5 separate regions of the Mus musculus genome follow, and regions 2, 3, 4 and 5 are each linked to region 1. Evidence: chromatin contacts called from public promoter capture Hi-C data. All regions are on one chromosome and are shown on one strand. The core of a region is the stretch at or near the end of the contact, and the rest is flanking DNA. Distances in the headings are between cores, read along the strand shown.

Region 1 (2,700 bases), core at 166-2,665:
TTCTTTCTTCTTTCTTTCTTTCTTTCTTTCTTTCTTTCTTTCTTTCTTTCTTTCTTTCTTTCTTTCACAGAGCTCTGGCTGGACCACTAAAGGTGTGTGCCACCATACCCAAATAAAAACTGTTTCTTAGCTGGGCAGTGGTGAGGCCAGCCTGTTCTACAGAGTGAGTTCCAGGACATCTGGGCTACACAGAGAAACCCTGTCTTGGAGAAGAAAAAAAAAAAAAAAAGAACTGTTTCTTAATAAACTCCAACTTTCCAGTTCTAGGACAGCCAGGACTATACAGAGAAACCCTGCCTCAAAAAAAAAAATCTATTCACTAACAAAAGAAAAAAATCTGATAACACAACTTGGATGAATTGCAACAGCCAAAAGCGAAAAATAAATGGAAATACAAAAGGAATACATTGAATCACATTCTACAATAGACAAATGTACTATAGCACCAAAAGAAACAATGTTGTTCTGGCTGTAGAAAGAGGATGGATTGAAAGAACCTTTAAGGAGTGATGGAAGTGTTCTCCCTGGATTGTGACGACATAGGTGTCTGAAAAGTCTAAGAATGGTATCGTTTTAAATGACTGCATTTATATTGAGAGAGAGCCTATATCAATAAAATCTTTCAATTTACAAAGGCCCTGCTTGAATATATTTCCCATAGCAGGGAAATCATTTCATTTCTATGAGAATACACTGAGCAACACTTGCTTTCAGGTCGGCGATGGTTAGAGCGCTTTTAAATCCTTGTTTCTGATGTTTTGTTTCGGCGTTGGGGAGCACAGCCAGAACCTTGAGTGTGCTACCGGACTCTTTTCCATGGAGCTAGCTTTTGTTTTTATTTTTAATGGACTTTTCTGGTTTTGTTTTATTCGCTACTGTTCTCCTCGTGAATTTTTAGCTTTCTCAATGACTAGATCTTTTCCCTAATATGAGATAAAGCACTGTGTTAATAAAAATCATTGTCAGACCTTTTTTTAAAAAAAAATGAGGGGTGGGTGGTCAAGGACTTTACGTGAGGCGGGATTCCCCTTTGGGGTCACCCGTAGGAGGGCCGGAACAAGACCCGAGGAAGCTTCCGCTTTCACTTCCTTGATTATTAAGTCACTTTCTCTTTAAAGGAGCGTCGCGGAAGGGTAATTTTCCGTCAGAGGATTACTTCCCTCCCGACGAGTCCACCCAAGATACAGGGATACCATAATGTCGCATAGCAATGAGTAATCTATAAATGCTCAAAAGCCATAACAGACAATTTACAATTCTGTAAAAATCAAAGTAAAATTTGTCTGACCTTTGAGCATCATTCTCTTCTTTCCATCTCTAAAATGCTGAACATTTGAATTAGGTTTCTTCCCCTCCAATTACTGGTCAGTGGTTCGCTCCGACCTTAGCACTGACAGGCCGCAGAAGCTGCGGCTGCGCACAAAGCTTGCGGGGGATGGGGGGAGGAACATGGCGCAAGCTCTGTCTGAAGAGGAGTTTCAACGGATGCAGGTGCCGCTGGATGTGGGGAAGACCACCCGTCTAGTAGACTGGGGGCGGGGTAGAGACAAGACCAGCCATCGGTTCTGAAGATTTGGTTGGAATGGGTCTTAAGTATAAGGGGGTGGTCTGGAGAAGGGAAACCGAGGCTCTGAGTGGCGATCTTAGTGATTTCGAAGATTCTATGTGGGTTCTGAAGGTTGGATTCTTTTAGCTTTTCAAAAGGAATGTAGAACGTCTTTAGGCGATACCTTTCTCAGTCCGGAATCGGGATGGGATCTTTGGGTCCATGTGTAGGGCATACCATTAAATGGTGATGATGTTAGACTTTAAAGGATGGAGATTCTGAGGAGAAATTATTTGGTCGGGAGAGAAAAGAAGCAGGCATTTGCGTCATGGGGAGGGGGGAAGCCTCTGGTTATTTGACAGGACAAGACCATGAACTACTGGGAGGTGGAAAGTTTGTGGGAGATACCAATACTACTAAGCCAGGGGAGTAGGGAAAGACCGTGGATCTCTTCCCTAGAGTTGTTGTGCCATTGATGCTAGAAGATCCTAAGAGGAGGGGTTGGCATAATTGCATGGATTGGGATGATTCCTTTAGACCCAGGGTGATGAGCATTCTGAGTAGGTAATACCATTAACTCAGATTAGAGGAAGGGCCGGAGGATATTTATAAACTGATACTTTGGGAGTTCAGGGAAGGGGACATCACTGGGTTTGGGGGAGTAGTCTGACCTGGTCCTCTGACTTGTTGATCCTTTTCCAGGCATCTCGAGAGGGAATAGAAGCACTGCATAATGAATGGACACTTAGTGAGGGAGCCTTAGTGGGAAAGACTGAAATGGGGAAACCTTAGAGTCCTATAGGTTGGGGGCAGAACACTTGAGGGAGCAGAAATATTCGATTGGCCTGGGAGCTAGTTAGTCTGCTTGAGGGACACTGAAGATGTAAGAGTGAGCTCATTGGACCATAAATGGGGAGGACCACTGGAAATTGCAGAAGATTCTGAATAAAACTAGTTCAACTGGCCCGCCCAAGGGCATTTGAGAGATCCTGAAGGACAGACATAATGTCACCCCCATTGAAGACATCTTGTAAAAAGTGGATAGATAGATACTTGAGCAAGGAACGTTTATCCTATTTGAGCCATGTGTAAGGAGATACTATTGGGCTTTGGAGAGGGACTTCAAGGTGAATAGAAAGGTATTCCAGTTGGCC
Region 2 (2,700 bases), core at 191-2,690, 400 kb after region 1:
TCAGATAAAGAGCTTCTGCTGGGTGCCTAGGTGCATTCCTTTCCTTTGTCAAGTGCAGCAGAAACTCTCTAACTTTGCTTCATTGTGATACCCCCTATCGTTTTTTTCTGACACAGCGGGTTTCAAGGCCGCTGGTACACCTAGGCAGAGGCTCCTGAGGCTCTAAAGAGGAATCATCAGATTGTACTGCCAGCATCATCGAGTTGTACTTCTGGTTGCTAGTCACAGAGTATGATCACAGTCTGGTGGGCGAGTCACTGTCAACAAGCCAGGTCCTAGCACTTTGGGGCTCAGTTTGTTGGAAAGACACAGGAATGTAGTCGGGGTGCACTGCAGGGTCCAGTGGCTGAGATTTAACTGGACGCTACTCCCACCCGCAGGGGGCTGCAGAGATGAGGAATCAGAGCTGCGGCCCCAAGCACCACGTTTCAAAAGCAAGAGTCCAGGCAATTAGTGTGCCACCCTGCAACAAGCTAGAAGTAGCAAAAGCAGGGGTCTCACGGGCGGCGCTAACCAAGAGAAAGGAAAACAAAGCCCAGAGACCACCAATCACAACCAGAACCCTCCACTGTAGCTGCCCAACGAGAGGGCGAGTCTTCCGTCGTCTGGACAACCGATTTAGGGCCCGGGTCCCGCGCAAGCGCAGGGTAGGGCAGGACTCGCAGGCAAACCGCTGTCGTGGAGGGTCTGGGCACGTGGAGGGGCTCGGACAAGCTGGCTGGCACTCACCCCAGGCGGCGCGATCGCAGGGCGACTTCCTAACACAGGCTTGCGACTTTCCAGGAAGACCTGCAGGCTCCCTAATAGCCCCAGTTCCGCTCAGCTCTAGCGCTTCCCCGCCCGATGGAGCGGACCAATAGTGAAGTGGAGAAGGTGGCTTCTGCCAATAGGAGTCCTCCGAATGTCGCAGGCCCTGTCCTCGCCTATGGTGTCATCTTCCCTGTTGGCTGAGACCAAGTCAGGAGTAGGGTGGAGACCTCCAAGGTCTGTGGGCGCTTTCTCCCGATAGCAAATCTATGCTATTCTGAGCTTCAATTTCCCTGCCCTCTTATCAATCGCACAAGATGAGGCTGAAATTTGAAACCCTCAACATTTGCTAGTGACCGGAGTTGCGTGGTCTTCTAAGTTTTCTAGGCAACCAATCAGTTCCCGGACCCATTCTTAGCCCAAATGCAGAGAATACGACAGGTGGATTACATTCAGTACAAACAAACCTAGCGCCCACCAGAGCTCAGAACTCTCCAGTCCTAACAGCATCGGTCACCTTCAAACCCTCACTCCTGCTGAGCAGTTGGTGTAGACTCTCAACAGTGCCAGTTCTTAAAAGCCAAACAGAAGGCATGACGGTAAACAAGTTGGCAAACAGACCTCGTCAGCATTTAGTCAGAATATTGATCATCTCAAACTGTCATTTTAATTATTACCTACGGACCAGTAGGCATCAACCCTTCTTCTGTCTTGCCCTACCCCGCCCCGTTCGAATCTGACGAACCAATCAGTACAGGGATCCCCCAGTTTTCCATGAAGTATTACTAAGCCTCCCCCACAAAATCTGTCCCTGCTCTACGCAAGCAGGACCAGGACCCCGCCATCATAGACTCATTAGCCAATCACAGACCATGTTGAATTCATCGCGAATAGATCACAATTTTATTTTCCCTCTCCACGATTTTCAGTTTCCAAACCTTTATGTGTGGTGGAATTTCTTTGCTTTCCCTTTTTCCCCTCTGATCAGTGAAAAAAAAAAAAAAAAACAAAAAACCAAAAAACCGAGCCTGTTGTGTAAGTTCTACTTTTATTCGACAATAACAAACTGCATATAAAAAAGGGAGACGGCAGGCGCAGAGGCCCTGGATCTGCTCCTGTCTGCTTTCCCAAGTATCCATCGTTCCTTGGCCCAATAAGGACCACCCCCTTCCTGCCTGGTGGCGGGGTGAGGATTGACAGGCATAGAAAGTTGTGTGTGTTCCTATGTTGTGTGGAGGGGTGTTGGGGGTCAAGAATGGATAAGGGAAAAGGAGTAGAGAAAGGGTCTTTTCTCATCCCCCATCAGAGTTGGCACCCTAAGGAGGGGTATTGAAGGGGATTATGATGGTCATATGCCTCAGCCTATGAGACGGTAGAAGATCCAGCATCCAAAAGTGACCCAGTGACTGGCCCAGCTGAGCTCTGACCACTTGTGGACAGTGTATGCCATGCCGTAGCCCTGTGGGAGAGAAACAAGTCATGATTTTGAAATTCAACAAGGACAGTGAGTCTCCGGAAAACCCATCTCTTGCCCAGGGATCTTTGGTATTTCATATTCCTGAGTAAAAGAAGGGTCTAGGTGCTTATCAAGGGTGACCAGATACAGTTTGGTTTCTTCTTCTTTAAAGATCATTTTAAGGGGCTGAGTATACAGCTTGATGGGAGGGTCTACATGGGGAGGCCCCAGGTTTTGATTTCCAGCACACCAAAAAGAGTTATTTTAAAAATATGTTGGATGTGGTGGGTCATGCTGATCCCTGAGGTCGTTTGTATATGAGACCACTAGAAATCTGAGTGTCTACCAATACAGGACAAAGTAAACCCTGACAAATTCTTGCAATGAAAAAAAAAAAAAAGGAAGACTGTGTACTTAAAAAATTGGGGGAAGCCAGACGTGGTGATGCACACCTTTAGTCCCAGCACTTAGCACTTGGGAGGCAGGCCGATTTCTGA
Region 3 (2,700 bases), core at 147-2,646, 300 kb after region 1:
TGGGCTTCACTCTCATCCGCAAAGTTCAGTCCTACTTGACAGTCCTATACATGCCTTGGGGTCAGCAAACTTCTAGTACGCCCCCCACATCCCCGGGACTTTCTCATCTCCTCCCCATCCCCCCCAACTGCAGCGCAAGGATGCACAAGCTGCTCACTTACATCTCCAGCAAAAGTGTGGAAGAACGGGGTGGGAGTGAGATAAACCAGCTGAGAGTACAGCTCCTGTTCCCAGAGTAGCCGACCAGCCTGGAAAGTGGGGGGAGGTGCATGCTGAAATCCAGGCATCTTGGGTGGCAGACCACTGGAGCATGGTGTCCAGGTTTGGTGTCCCGGGGTTTTATTTAAAGCTCTTCAGCTTCAGCTCACTATCAGAGTTTGGGTTCTAGGTGTCTGAGAGTCAGACACCGATATGAGAGATATGGGTTTGGGAGCCAAAGCCTATATGTAGGAGTTGAAGGCTCCACGTTGTGAATTTAAGATTCCAGTTCTAAGAGTATTCAACATGATTTAGAACATATTTGAGGCTGAGGCTCAGGTATTTGTGGAGCAGATCTAAGTCTTGATATAAACCTTCTGAGGTCCGTCTTCTTAGACTCAGAATGAGAAAAACACAACTTGGGATCTGTATTGGTCTTTGGTTCTGGAGCTCAGGGGGTCACTGATATGAGTGAAGGCTTGGAGCTGTGGACAAAAACTGGTTTTGTAAGTTGGGAACTAGCTTTCCTGTCCAGTGGGGCATGGGGTCACCTGTAGGCCATAAAGGCGGATGAAGTAGGACTTCTGAGGGTTATCCTTCACGAAGCACACAGCCCCGCAGTGTTCCATGGTCCAGTGCTCAGCTCCAGGGGGCAGTGCCAGGTAGAGCTGAACAACTGTGGTAGCCAGTGTCTAGGAGGGGAGAGCAGGGGTCAGTGCAGTGTGCTCATGGGTCACCAGGCCTGGTCCTTGCCTGCCTGTGGCTTTCATGAGCTTGGGGAAAGAGCTGTAGCCAGGAGGAAGGGGAGTAGACATCAAGATAATGGGGAGTGAGTGAATCTGAGGAGAGGAGATGGGGAGAAGGGGGATACAGGGATGATGGGAACAAGGAGAAGGGAAATATGGGTAAGAGGAGGAAGCAGAACGGGGAAGAAGAAGTAGAGAGGAAGAAGAGGAGAGGGAGGGAGACTGGGAGGACCAGGAGATCTCCCAACTCACCCAGCATTTTCGGCCAAGAAGCTCAAAGAGTCTCTGGTTTTCATGGTCCTGGAGGAGGTTGGAAGGAATGTTCTGCTGAACGGCTGGTCCCCCTCGGCCCCCAGGCCTGCCTCCTACAGGGCCAGGGCCACTATTCATGCTGCCTTCTGCCTTAGTCCTCTCCAGCTAAGCTCTGGGTGCAGGGTAAGAAGAGGAACTTCCGCAGTGAGCAGGGGAACAGGAAGTACAATAAACCACAAGGGAAATAAGTCCTCCAGGGCCCCCCAGAGGGCCTGTTCTCCTCTCTAGGACAGGCATGGGCCCTCCTCCATTTGCGTGGCTAGATCCAAGTTTGTAATGAGCTCAGGGCATCTTCCTTTCTTCTTTCTTCCCAACGTCCTCTCCCTTTTTGTGCGGGGCCATTTCCTTCTGACAGGCTTAGATCAGCCTTGCTCTAGTCGGACACTGAGGGAGAGCTACGCCATCTGCAGAGCTTCTCCTTCAGGGTAGCTACGCAGAGAGTAGTCACAAGTCTGTGTAGCCTCCTTCCGTCTTCCAAAAGCACCGACTTGGCCTGGGGTTGAATCTAAGGCTCCAGGTGCTAAAGGGCCATTGCATTACAGCTTTTCCTTTTAAAGGCATATTGAGCCGGGCGTGGTGGCGCACACCTTTGACCCCAGCACTCAGGAGGCAGAGACAGGCAGATTTCTGAGTTCGAGGCCAGCCTGGTCTACAAAGTGAGTTCCAGGACAGCCAGGGCTATACAGAGAAACCCTGTCTCGAAAAACCAAAAAAAAAAAAAAAAAAAAAAAAAAAAAGGCATATGAACTAATCTCTAGCTTTGGACGTTGCCAATGATATAGAAGGCCATGACTCACTTCCCCATCTTTTACTCTTGCCCCCTGTAGCTCCCTAATTACTTTCTTTTTCATTTATTTATTTCATGTATGCGGGTACACTGTCGCTGTCTTCAGACACACCAGGAGAGGGCATTGGATCTTCATTACAGATGCTGTGAGCCACCATGTGGTTTCTGGGATTTGAACTCAGGACCTCTGGAAGAACAGTCAGTGCTCTTAATCACTGAGCCATCTCTCCAGACCCCAATTACTTTCTTTTGTAAAATTTATTTTTATTTTATGCGCCTTGGTGTTTTGCCTACATGTATGTCTGTGTGAGGGTGTCAGAGTTACAGACAGTCCTGAGCTGCCATGTGTGTTCTGGGATTTGAACCTATGTCCTCTGGAAGAGCAGTCAGTGCTCTTAACCACTCAACAATCTCTCTAGCCTAAACTCAGACCCCCACCCCTTTTTTGTTTTTTGTTTTTGTTTTATTTGGTTTTTGTTTTGTTTTGCTTTGCTTTGCTTTGCTTTTGTTTGTTTGTTTGTTTGTTTGTTTGTTTTGAGACACGTTTTCCCTGTGTAGAGCCCTGGCTGTCCTAAAACTCACTCTATAGACCAGGCTGGCCTTGAACTCACAGAGATCCATCTGCCTCTGCCTTCTGAGTGCTGGGATTAAAGGCCT
Region 4 (2,700 bases), core at 1-2,500, 390 kb after region 1:
GTGCAAATCTCCCTGTAACACTGTTTGTTGCTCAGATCCTTCTTCAACAGCAAACCTAGGTGCTGGAGCTAGCCCTCCCTCCACTCTGAGATGTATTTATGGCTCTACTGGTATCAAACTGTTGAGAGTTCCTTTGAGTACATGCTTTCCAGACTTCTGTGTGCTGACCTCTCTCAGAGTGAACATCCTTCCCACTTCATCTGGCTTACTAAAACCTTTGCCTTAGAGCGCTAACACCCCAAAAGTGATCTCTGGCACTCCAGTCTGAGCCACCGGTCACTGCTTGCAGGTATCACAACGGGTTCCTTCCTCAGAGTGTGTTATATGTCACAAGCTGTCCTATGTGCCCTTCTCCCTCCTGATTGTCTATTACTTTTGCCCCCAGGCTTCCTTCTCCAACAATATGGGAACCTACAGGAACATACCACACTCATCTAGGTGTTCCCTCTACCTAGAACTCTTCTCCCATCCTAAATGCATATGCTAACATTTTGTTATTATTATTATTATCCAGGTCTCTGTGACTTGAGTCCTCTTTAGGGGATTTTCCTATACAGCTTTGGGTAAAGTAACTCCCTAGAGATCCTAACCTTTCCTATCACTTTCTCCTGATATTCACCAATGTTCAAAATATCTCATTTAATTGTTTTTGTCCCCCTCCCACAAGCACGTGGGCTCAGGGGTGGGACATGGACAAAAGTGAACTCTCAATAGCTATTTGTTGACTGACTTTAGGACTATCCCTTCTGACAGCGACAGCACCTCCTTCCTTCCTCTGGACTCCAGAGGCCCCTCCGGTAACCCTACAACCCACCTCTCTACCCGTAGGCTCCACCCATCCACTCCATTGGCCCTGTCTCCTCTACAGTTCCACACCCAACGACAAGTCCCCAAAACCCACGCCTTCATTCTATCAATTCCGCTCTCCAGCCTCGCCCCCAGTCTCCAAGTCACGCCCCAAATTTCAGGTCTGATGCTCTATCCTAGGACAGTTACGGTCTTTTCGTCCACTGGGCGCCCAAGCAGGCTAGCCTCACCTTGACTCGGACCCGTACCACCTCACGCTCCTCCTCCTCAACCGCCGCGGCCGCCTGGGCACCTCCGACGGGCGGGGGCGCTGCCGAGCACGCCGAGTCCGAGGCCGCGGAGGTGGTTGCCATCCCGCCGCTGTCGTCTCTGTCCAGGTGATAACCGATAGTTACCCGTACCCTAACGTACACCCAACAGTGCGGGCGCCCGCGGCCCCACCTTGCACCAGAGCGCAGGCGCAGAGGTGCTGTAGGACCCTGCCCCTCCCACCTGGCTTGGGCTGGAGGTCGCATCTGAGCATGCGCCTAGAGTGCTCTTGCCTGGAACCCCGCCTCCCAGAGTGGAGAATTTTACTTTTTACTGCCTGTGTGTAAGTGCCTGTCCAGGTCCTGCCTGGCCCGGTCCGTGGCGCCGTTGTTTTGGCAGTTTACTTCCGGATTCATGAACCGCCGCGTTAAACGGACGAGCTTGAGAGAGACAAGAGGGAGGCAAGGAGGCCACAGCGTGCTGACATAAACGTTCCAGAACCGGCTTTGAATTGCCACGTGCCTTTGGTGACAGATGATGTCATCGGTTTCAAATACTTCCCTTCGAATTAATATCCTGAAGGGGGAAAATAGTACTCTAAAGATTTTTTTGTTTAGTTTTTTTCCTTTCTTCCTTTCTTCCTTTCTTTCTAAACAGAATCTCACTAATTTCCCAGAGATAATTTGAACTTCAGTTTTTTTTTTAACCTCAGACTTCCAAGAACTTCCAGGTGTGTGCCACCTTCTCCATGCCCACCTCCCAATCTCTTAATTTACACTTATATTCAAGGATAAAGTTTTACACACGTCTAAATCCTTGTTTATACTTCCTTAAGTAATTTACCAAAAAACAAACATTGTATGCTTTCTGAAGGTCCTACTTCTTTCCTAAACTTTTTTTCCAGGTTTTTTTGTTGTTGTTATTTTTTGTGACATTTTCATATAGTTCAGGCTAACCTTCAGACTCTGTCTCAAAAGTGCTGGACCTACATTGTCTTTGTTTTGTTTTGTTTTGTTTTGTTTTTTCGAGACAGGGTTTCTCTGTATAGCCCTGGCTGTCCTGGAACTCACTCTGTAGACCAGGCTGGCCTCGAACTCAGAAATCCACCTGCCTCTGCCTCCCAAGTGCTGGGACTAAAGGCGTGTGCCACCACTGCCCGACCCTACATTGTCTTTGTTTTACTTAATCATTACAGTTTGTTGAGGTCAGCCCTGTTATAAGCTCTATCTGGTTTATCTCATTGATAGAGCATATGTCTAGTATACAGGAGGTCCACAGCACTTCAGTCACAATAAAAATATGTGTTTGTTAAATATGAGTTAGATCGTTGAACACATCTTATGCTTTTTGTTTATTTATTTGCTTATTTGTTTGTTTTTTCAAGACAGGGTTTCTCTATGTAGCACTGGCTGTCCTGGAACTCTGAAGACCAAGTTGGCTTCAAACTCACAGATATCCTACTGTCTCTGTCTCCTGAGTGTGGGGATTAAAGGTGTGTGGCCACCCCAGCCCAGTGTCTTAAGCTCTTTGAGAAAAAAATGAGATAGGTTTTCACTATGAAGTTCTGGCTGACCTGAGACTCTCCATGTAGACTAAGCTGGCCTGGAACTCTCTTCCTCCAGACTGCTAAGATTAAAAATGGAC
Region 5 (2,700 bases), core at 43-2,542, 470 kb before region 1:
AAAGAACAAAAAGGGTTCGTGTGTGCGCCAGTCCTCAAAACTCCAACAAAGACTGGGCTTTGGATGAGGAGAGGCTCCTGAAATCCAAGAAAAAGAGAGCTTAAACTCTAAGGATGAATTCACCAGGGAAAAGTGCTCCAATGAGTTTACCTGGAACATGGCTCAGTTTAAGTCGACTCCCCATCCCCCTCCTATTTTACTGTTAAGAAGTACTTACTGATCAGCACGTCGTGGAACAAGGGGAAATTTAACAGCTCTGAAATTCAACCCGGGAAATTACTAATACATTTATGAAGTATGTGTAAAGGGGAGTCTCACTGGTTTTTAATGCTTCACCTTCTGGCTTTCCCCTCATTTACTCGGCGCAGCTTCCACTGACGTTATCACAGGGCCACCCGTCCAACTTCAGTCAACTGATTTGTTCTGAAACGTTCATAAAGGTAAAAAGCACGTCAAAGTTAAGCTAAAGCTAAAGCTTTCTTTCCATTACTTGGAAAGGAGCTGGAGCGCGGGGCTCCAACCTCTGGAAGCAGCAGCTTAAGCGCATTGGGCGGCAAAGGGCGAAAACGCACACCAACTTCTTCGCCCAGACCGTCTGGACTGCACTTCGCTAAGAAGCCCTAGAAACCTGTGGCGGGTCCAAAGCAGGAGCAAGCCGAACCTGGCCTCGGCTGCGCTTTCCCAGCGAACGCCGCCCCAGCCCTGTCCTCTGGAGAAGCGACGCGGGCAGCCAAGCTCCCCGCTTTCAAAGCTGGGTGGGCTTGGCGCCGCTTGGCAAGGAAACTTCGATCGGCAGCCTGGGGACCCTGCTCCCCAGAACAGGGCTGGGCTGCCGAGGAGATGCCGCCCCGCTCTGGCAGGAACCAGGCTGTCCACCACCTCCTTCAGTGGCGGCCGGGCAGAGGGAACGCCAGCTCCGGGGACCGCGGTGGCAGGCGAGCGTTCTTCCCTGCTCGCCGTACCGGGGGGCTCCTCGGGTGGGCCGGCGGCCGGTGAGCCGGGAAGGACCTGTTGGGGAAGGGAAGCCCATTTGCCTTTACCTGTCACCGAGGTCCGGCGCGGCGGAGCCCGTGTCCACCGGCGGTGGGCAGCGCGCTCAGTCGGCTCTGGCGTTCCACACGGCGAGTAGAGCTAGCGCCCCACGTAGCCGGCAGAGCTTCATTCACACAGCCCAGCCGGGAGGAGGGGGAGCGGAGCGGGAGCGAGGCTCATGTGACAGGCGCCTTGGAGTATTAGCTCTGCCAAGACGGCGTCTGCGCATGCGCGCCACGGAGGGCCCGCTCCAGGCACCTCGGGCCGGCCAGGGGGGAAAGCGCCACCGAGAAGCAGCAGCTGGGAGGAGCTTCGGCATGCGCAACCGCAATAGGGTAGTCGGGCTTGCAGCCATATTTAATGAGGACTGGGCGGATCCAACCCAAATGCGGGGCGTGTCAGTTGCATTTGGGGGAAAAAAAAAGCAATGCTCCCTTCGGTTTCATTGTTTGCAGATTGCCTACCTTGGTTTTGCTTTTGTCTTTAGAACAAACTGTTTATCCTGAGTATCTTGCCCACAGCGGACATCAGACCACAAATTTAAGCCTCCCTTATGCCAGGCATTGTTCTGGCTAATATACTTTATTCGTTTCATTTAATGCTCACAAGAACTCATGAAGAGTGTGTCATTATCCGTTTTCCCTCATAAAAATACAGAGGCTCAGAAAGGTTACATAGCTTTTCCAATCTCACACTGTAGTAGCAATAAGAATAGTGATCAAATACAGTAGTGCTTGCAGGGGCCAATTTAATCCAACACAGGGAAATCTATACTGCAGTTACTTATAGGTATTATTGCCAATTTAATCATTGTCAAGCGAAAACTCAAGGTGACATATACTTCTAATCCCGATTCTTTGAGGTTGAAGGCAGGAGAATCGATGCGAGGTCATCCTAGGCTATATTGTAAGTTTGAAGGCAGGATGCTGTCTCAAAAACAGACAAACAAAACACAAAATAAAGCTCAGATTCCAACTGAGGTCTCTCTGTCTCCAAAGCCATTCCGAATAATTAGAAGAACTATCCTATCCTTGTGAGGAATGAACAGGTTATACAAATGGAGTGCAGCTATTAATTTATTGCAAGAACTAAGATTGGAATCCACATCATCAACACAAGTAATCTACCTAGAAGCCAAGTATTCAAATTCAAAATCCACTGTAGTAAATAGTATTTTTTTTTCTTGCAACAGGGACTCACTATTTAGCCTTGGATGCCTGAAACTCACCATGTAAACTAAACTGGCCTTGGGATCACAGATACTCAGCTGCTTCTGCCTCCCAAGCGCTGGGATTGTAGACCTGTGCCACACCCGTAGACTTTTTTTTTCTTTGAGAAGTTTATACAAGTATACAATAAACTATAATCTTATACGCTTCCATTTGCTCCCTCCAATTCTCCCCAAGAAATCCATATTTCCCCCAACACCTCCCCTCATAATTTCAAATTTCTTGTGTTAGTAACCCAATAAATCCAGTTAGTGCTGCCCATATTTGCAAGAGTGTGGGACCATTCGACAGACCAGGAAAAACCTACCAGAGGTCACACCCTCAAAGAAGAGCAATTCTCTCTCCCCAGGTGGGAAGCTATCAACTACCAATGGAATCTCAGTAAGAAATAGAGTCTGGATATCACCTCTCCCATCTCTGTAGGAATGTTGGTGGCTTG

Evidence for each region. Promoter capture Hi-C pulls out the DNA fragments that hold promoters and counts their contacts. Capture Hi-C pulls out chosen DNA fragments and counts their contacts.
Region 2: a promoter capture Hi-C map of liver shows a contact between it and region 1, with 2.8 times the contacts expected there. The contact joins the promoter of Ebp here to the promoter of Gripap1 in region 1. A contact is called at or near these places in 2 of 39 promoter capture datasets (cranial neural crest and liver) and 2 of 9 other capture datasets (adipose tissue and liver).
Region 3: a promoter capture Hi-C map of second pharyngeal arch cranial neural crest shows a contact between it and region 1. The contact joins the promoter of Was here to the promoter of Gripap1 in region 1. A contact is called at or near these places in 10 of 39 promoter capture datasets (the 3T3-L1 cell line, the C10 cell line, the HPC-7 cell line and 7 more), 2 of 484 Hi-C or Micro-C datasets (B cells and embryonic stem cells), 3 of 115 datasets of contacts at active chromatin or transcription factors (extraembryonic endoderm stem cells, memory CD8 T cells and microglia) and 3 of 9 other capture datasets (adipose tissue, liver and pancreatic islet).
Region 4: a contact with region 1 is called in a promoter capture Hi-C map of erythroid cells, with 4 times the contacts expected there. The contact joins the promoter of Tbc1d25 here to the promoter of Gripap1 in region 1. A contact is called at or near these places in 2 of 39 promoter capture datasets (erythroid cells and liver) and 2 of 9 other capture datasets (adipose tissue and liver).
Region 5: a promoter capture Hi-C map of pre-B cells shows a contact between it and region 1. The contact joins the promoter of Clcn5 here to the promoter of Gripap1 in region 1. A contact is called at or near these places in 13 of 39 promoter capture datasets (the 3T3-L1 cell line, 3T3-L1-derived adipocytes, the C10 cell line and 7 more), 2 of 484 Hi-C or Micro-C datasets (CD4 T cells and muscle stem cells), 4 of 115 datasets of contacts at active chromatin or transcription factors (embryonic forebrain, embryonic stem cells, extraembryonic endoderm stem cells and 1 more) and 1 of 9 other capture datasets (liver).

Annotation. Positions count from the first base shown.
Region 1 is chrX:7,788,578-7,791,277 of GRCm38.p6, forward strand. It overlaps Gripap1 (GRIP1 associated protein 1), which reads left to right and starts at 1,416. Exons shown (of 26, transcript NM_001290455.1): 1 at 1,416-1,491. The coding sequence starts at 1,450. Gm39487 (a long non-coding RNA gene) reads right to left here and starts at 1,363. Exons shown (of 3, transcript XR_003953042.1): 1 at 1,289-1,363.
Region 2 is chrX:8,192,072-8,194,771 of GRCm38.p6, forward strand. Ebp (phenylalkylamine Ca2+ antagonist (emopamil) binding protein) reads right to left here and starts at 1,441. Exons shown (of 5, transcript NM_007898.3): 1 at 730-1,441. It overlaps Porcn (porcupine O-acyltransferase), which reads right to left. Exons shown (of 15, transcript NM_023638.4): 15 at 1,775-2,206. The coding sequence ends at 2,105.
Region 3 is chrX:8,089,095-8,091,794 of GRCm38.p6, forward strand. Was (Wiskott-Aldrich syndrome) reads right to left here and starts at 1,397. Exons shown (of 12, transcript NM_009515.2): 1 at 1,197-1,397; 2 at 750-890; 3 at 162-248; 4 at 1-44. The coding sequence starts at 1,334.
Region 4 is chrX:8,174,674-8,177,373 of GRCm38.p6, forward strand. Tbc1d25 (TBC1 domain family, member 25) reads right to left here and starts at 1,251. Exons shown (of 6, transcript NM_172478.4): 1 at 1,038-1,251. The coding sequence starts at 1,160.
Region 5 is chrX:7,318,066-7,320,765 of GRCm38.p6, forward strand. Clcn5 (chloride channel, voltage-sensitive 5) reads right to left here and starts at 1,293. Exons shown (of 14, transcript NM_001243762.1): 1 at 1,041-1,293.